Linked DNA regions of Mus musculus: region 1 is linked to region 2. A link is a contact called in public promoter capture Hi-C data. All regions are on one chromosome and are shown on one strand. Each heading gives the region's core, a stretch centred on a gene start, on an enhancer-like site or on the middle of the called end of the contact. The rest is flanking DNA. Distances are from core to core; before and after follow the strand shown. Region 1 holds the start of Bpgm (2,3-bisphosphoglycerate mutase). Region 2 holds the start of Mkln1 (muskelin 1, intracellular mediator containing kelch motifs).

The links. Promoter capture Hi-C pulls out the DNA fragments that hold promoters and counts their contacts.
Region 1: a contact with region 2 is called in a promoter capture Hi-C map of pre-B cells, with 4 times the contacts expected there. The contact joins the promoter of Bpgm here to the promoter of Mkln1 in region 2. A contact is called at or near these places in 2 of 39 promoter capture datasets (cranial neural crest and pre-B cells).

The regions. Positions count from the first base shown.
Region 1 is chr6:34,474,922-34,477,898 of GRCm38.p6, forward strand. Bpgm (2,3-bisphosphoglycerate mutase) reads left to right here and starts at 1,435. Exons shown (of 3, transcript NM_007563.5): 1 at 1,435-1,501.
Region 2 is chr6:31,397,211-31,400,204 of GRCm38.p6, forward strand. It overlaps Mkln1 (muskelin 1, intracellular mediator containing kelch motifs), which reads left to right and starts at 1,618. Exons shown (of 18, transcript NM_013791.2): 1 at 1,618-1,744. The coding sequence starts at 1,647. It overlaps Mkln1os (muskelin 1, intracellular mediator containing kelch motifs, opposite strand), which reads right to left and starts at 1,563. Exons shown (of 3, transcript NR_040300.1): 1 at 1,405-1,563.

The DNA.
Region 1 (2,977 bases), core at 185-2,684, 3.1 Mb after region 2:
TATTCCTAACAAGGTCAAAGTAAATCAAATGAGCAGGCATCCTAAGGTTCAGAGTACCCTCAAATGTCAAATGCTGTATGGCTGTTAGGATTGGTTTTGCATGGCTGCCGTTACCCTTCCTGAGGAGAAAGCTTTGATACTACAGGGCAGCGGAAATGTTTTCTGGTCCATCTGCCCTCATGAAGAAGAGGAAGAACAGGTTGGCAGGTGTGTACGATTGGGCAGATTCCTTCTCCAGCTGTTCTGACCTGAGAATCCACTGGCTAAGACAAGTAGCCACACCTGAGCCATCCAGGAGGTAGAGTTTAACTTTGCTAAGCCACCATCACTACAGCACTGGGTTCACACACCATCACTCCAGCCGACAGAACTCACTGTCCTTGAGAGACGCTCTCTCAGAAAGGGGTAGCTGCAACTATCATGAGCTAAAATGCATAAATGGGACATACAGCTTGCTACAAGCAGGCCATCATGACACCAGTTCATGGTGTGTCAAGATTTTCATCCTAAATAACTGATCTGAGCACCCATTAGCTGGTCACAAACTTATTGGACTTGTTTATAGAATTAACTAGGTGAGTTCAGAAGACACTAAGTGGAACAGCTTTCAGAAACCAAGAAGGGGAATTTTCCCGTCTGCTCAGGCACACATAACATTTCTTATCTTTCTCATTCACGTTTTGACACACGTTTCAGACCTTGTGTGGTAGTTCAAGCCTGCTTAGTAGCTTCCAGCTCTGGTACCAGACCCGAGTGACAAGCTGGCATTTTCATAGGTTTAATTTCAGAAACTGTAGTGTACCATTTTCTACTTTTCTAACCTCTTCGCCCTTCTTGTACTTTTAGGATATCCTATTATTCGCTTCTCTTCTCTTCATAATGTTAGGAGAAAGTAAGAATGAGCGACTATCTGTAAATAGGACACTTTAAAGGTTTTCATTTTAATCTCTGTTTTCGACGCACAGGCGTGCCAAACAAGCTTTCGTGAGGATCTACCGGGTTCAGCCTAGGTAGGACCTGAAATTTTCCGTTAACTAGAAGAAGTATCCCTTCATCTGCTGACCCGCTTTTCACAGCAGGTGTGTTTCAATTTCGAGAACTTCAAACAGGTCTCTGGACGGCAAAGCTAGCAGCCCACAAACATTGCCCCGGCGATGCTCAGGGGTTTGGGTCTCTACGACTAAAGCCCGCCTGCCTATGTCCGAAACTACCATCTTATTGGTCTATCCGTGCGTCTGTTTCCTCATTAAACCAATCATAGCTTCCCTTCTTACCCCAGGGACTTGAGAAACCGGAAAGAACCTCCGGCTGGTCGCTGGCCAGAGGGCGGGGCCGTGAATGAGTGACAACTCTGTCTTCCAATACCCAGCGCTATCGGTTCTGACCATTTTGGCTTCTAGGCTACAAAAGAGCGTTGATGCCGGCTGTAGCGATGAATCCTCACTGGCGTCTGCAGCACGGCGTTACCGAGGACCGGCTGCTACTGGTAGTTTCCTTGCAGGTGAGTGGCTTCGTTGTAATTGTTACAGTTGTGAGGATTTCTTTTCTTTCATGAGTGGCTTGCTGTTCTATCGTGAGAAGGCCGGTTGCTACCTTGCCCGGCTTTAGTATCTGGTGGGAACCTGATGCCCGCTTCAAGCGAGACCCTCCCGAGTACCCCAGCTCTCAGCTGGCCCTTTCTCAGCGAGCATCTCTCAGGAACAGTGAGTTCTGTCGGCTGGAGTGATGGTGTGTGAACCCAGAGCTGTAGTGATGGTGGCTTAGCAAAGTTAAACTCTACCTCCTGGATAGCTCAGGTGTGGCTACTTGTCTTAGCCAGTGGATTCACTGGAAGGAAGCAGGTGTAGGGCGAAGGCAGACCTTGATCCTAAAAGTGTAAGTTAAGGGGGGAAATATCATGGAAGGCAAAGAGGTTGTTGCATATTCAGGAGTCTCAGGAACCATATTCCGGGTTCAGGGGAACACTACCCCCTCCCCAGCACACACGCGTGCACGCCCGACCACCACTATCATGGCCAAAAAGTGTCATTTCTTTTTGTGCTAAGGGGTAGGAGCAAGTATTTCACTACAGTAAGTCAAAAGAAATGCAAAATTGTAATGAAGTTTATTATTAGACTTTGCAGGATGGAGCCCCCCCCCCCAAATTAGGAAGGGTTTATAGCCCGTGAATGGGGGAAATGGTTCTAGAATATTAACTAACAGAATTCCGACGCCTTCGGGAGGAAATAAAAAGTAAATGGTTACATTTCAGCAGCAGGTACAAACGTTTCTATAATAAAAGTCGTGTTAGTTTGTCTGTAAAACTGAATTTTCACATTTTTTTAAAAGAATTGTTTATTTTATGTATATAAGTACATTGTAGCTGTATTCAGACACACCAGAAGAGGACATCTGATCACTTTACAGATGGTTGTGAGCCACCATGTGGTTGCTGGGAATTTAACTCAGGACCTCTGGAAGAACCGGCAGTGTTCCTAACCTCTGAGCCATCTCTCCAGCCCAATTTTCACATTTTTTTCAAGACTGTTTTATGTGTATGATTTTTTTGCCTGAATGTATGTATGTGTACTCTGTGTACGCCTAGTGTCCATGGACCACCCCCCCCCCCCCGGAACTGGAGCAAATGTCTATGAGCCCCCCTGCAGGTGCTAGGAAGGGAACCCAGTTCCTCTGGAAGAGCAGCCAGTGCTCCTGACCACTGAGCCATCTCTCCAGCCCAGTTTCCACATCGTTTAAAAAGGCAGAAGTTACATTTCTAAGGCCCATGCCTTTATTAAAGGCTATGTAAAATTAAAGATAATTAGACAATTTTTCACTATCATGTCTACAAGGAAACTCTCACTGTATTGACCTCTGTATGAAGTCTATAGCAAATAAAAGTGTCCGGCTTCAAGGACATATTCTTTTGTGCCCATATTTAAACTGAACCAAACTAACCAGATCATTGTAAAAAAAATATTTTTTTAAAGGAGAGTAT
Region 2 (2,994 bases), core at 368-2,867:
GAGAAATACTGTAATTGAATTACAATCTCAATAAGAAGAATTGGTTTATATCTGTTTTTCACATTATATAGTTGATCAGGAACTATACAATTCTCTGCCTGGAAGAAAAACAACAACAACAATAACAACAACAACAACAATGACTTACTAAGATCCAAAAAGAAGAGGAATTAGCAAATTGTGGGTCCTCTAACTGGAGTGAATCCCCATCTTATCTTCTCCCTTTTAGAAGACAATCTTTCCCTCCAAGATAATTTCTCTGTAACTAACTTCCTCCATGGTAGGCAGTTATCTAACTGAAGTCAGTGGGGTTAGAGCATTACCTCAGGGGTCATTACCTCAGGGGTCATTACCTCAGGGGTCAATACCTCAGGGGTCATTACCTCAGGGCTCATACTCATTCCCAACAAAGTCTTAAACACTGAGTATACTTGTGGTCTAGCTGACATTGCTAGTGGTATCATAGTAGAGGCTACTGCTAAAATTTCACCAATGGAAACGAAGCCAATAAAGAATTGGAGAGATTTGATGGGCCGGTTAACGATCATAATCAAAAAGAGTAAAACTATTGGATCATTTATTGAGATACTCTTTGCTTGAGTTTTTAATATCCTCTGGTTGACACAATGATGCAATCCAAACTTCCAGGAGTCCAACCTCTTAGGCAGGGAGTGACACGATTTTGGGTGATGCCGCTAGGTAAGCAAGGGCATATTTATAACCCTGACAAACAGGTACTAGACAGGAGCATTATCTAACTTTGCCACCTATTTAGGCCAGATGTTCCTTTTGTGATAAAAAGCTGGAATGATGCCTGCTGTCAGGCTTCATGAACAGTATGTATGTTGGAGGTGGGTGGGGTGTACTCATTATTCCTTCTGAAGAAGACGCGATCTTTTCTCAAACATCTCTCTCTTTCCAAACATTTGGGCTAAATTTATGTTAAAATTCAAAGCAAGCAGATTTAATGCCGGAGACAAATGATGGCACACAACTTTCCAACTCTGAGCATCTTCCTGGTATGTGGGCGAATGTCATTTCTGGGTACAACGATGCCATCAGAATATTAGTAAGAGAGGCCGACAAGAAATGTTTACAGACTGATAGCAGAACACACTAGCTGTTCCTTTATCTTGCCTCCACCTGACCCTTGAACACGGTGACAAGGACATTTTTACCCCAGGTCAACTGCAGAGACAAAGGCCATACGTTATTATTGCACTTCAATTCTCCTCACCTCTGTTTCCGGAGAGGATTTATAAACAGGCTAGAGCAGTGGTTTCCAAAGTAGGAAAGATGGAAAGATATTCCCTTCCCAAGCTCATCGAATTTTCCCTTCCTATTCTAGGAGACGTTTCTTTCTTTTTTTTTTTTTTTTCAAAATGTCCTTGGCTTTGTCTTTACCTGAGCTTGTATGAAAAGTCCTCTGTGCCACTCCTCTGCCAGCCTCACAGGAAAGGAAAGCCTCCCTGGGAGGGTCAGCTAGGAAAGGACAGCGTGGGAAACCCGAGGAAGCGGCCTCCAAGCAGCCAGTGCCGGCCCTGCGCGGTCGGGTTCCCGGCGCGGCCCCTTTAAGAGCAGGCCCCGTCCCCGCCCTCCTCCTGGCGGGGCTGGCGCTCGGTGGTGGCCGCTACGGTGCTGACAAGATGGCGGCTGGCGGGGCTGTTGCTGTGGCGCCGGAGTGCCGGCTTCTGCCCTACGCGCTGCATAAGTGGAGCTCCTTCTCCTCCACCTACCTTCCCGAGTAAGTGCGGGGCCCCGCGCTCGAGCTGTCGGAGCCGCTCGGTGAGAGCGCGGCCCGCCAGAGCGTGCGGTGTGGGGAGCGGAGCCGAGAGAGGCCCAGGCGGGGCCTGTGACGGGGAACGCGCGGCCTCCGGAGCTTCTCAGTGCGGCGGCCGAGTGCTCCGGCCTGGCGGGCCGAGGCCGGGCTGAGGGCCCGGGAGCGAGCTCCGGGTGGCGGCGGCGAGGCGGGCTTGCGCAGCGGGAGGTGAGGCGGAGCGGAGCGGGGCTCCGGGCCCGGGCCGCGGGCGAGCCTCCCCCGCCGTCGGAGGTGGTCAGGGCGACGACGGGGGCCCGGTCCTTCCCGGACGGCTCGGACAGCGCCGGAGTTCCTGAGCCCGCAGTAAAAGTGCTTAGCTCTGCACGAGTGGCGAGAGAAGTTGGGGAGTCCATCCGCACCCTGGCGAGAACTTGGAGGACTGGCAGAGGGGTGTCTTGGCTTTTTTTGGACGGGGGGGGGGGCTGGAAGTTCTGAAAAAGATAGGGAAGGAGGGCAGGTCTGGGGGCGTGCGGCTTGCCCGAGGGCACCACCAAGTCAGCAGAAATGGCCTTAGGAACACAACGAGGAACGGGTGCAGTTTTCCGTTGCTATTCGAATAAAATTGCTACATCTCCGGAGTGTCCTGAACAGGGAGTGTGTTCCATTCGTATTTTTAAAATTCCTCCCGTTTGTTCAGATTGGATTTCTCGAGTCCAGTCGGTCAGGACTCTGGAAGTTGAAGCTGCGGGTGAAGAGTCAGCCTCCGCGGACTGCCCACCTGCCCTCCTCCTAGTCACCAGGTCAAGGGTTGGCACTGAAGCCTTGTAGCTCCCGCCCAATGAAGGCTGACCTGTGGTCTGATCTGGCCGGTTGTGGCCTGTTGATAGCTGGTACATGGCCACATCTCTGATTGATATTGGAACCCAGCTTTTAATTTGAGGGTGAGCTGGATAAGCACCGACCTTCATTTGAAGTGGACTTGTGGCTGTTCATTCTGTAAACCTCTGTTTTTTTGTTTTTTGTTTTTGTTTTTTTTTGGTAGTTTTTTCTTTTGGAGGTGTGTGTGTGGTTGTTTGTTTTGGAGGCCTTTTTAAGGTTGTTTGTTTTGACTGACTCCTTTGAATCTGAAGATAACATTTTTTTTTGTGTCTAGGTTAGAGAGTTGGTGGTGTGTCACTAACTACCTCGAATGACTTTTTCCACCCCCAGGTCTTTGGTTAGATAACTTACACTTT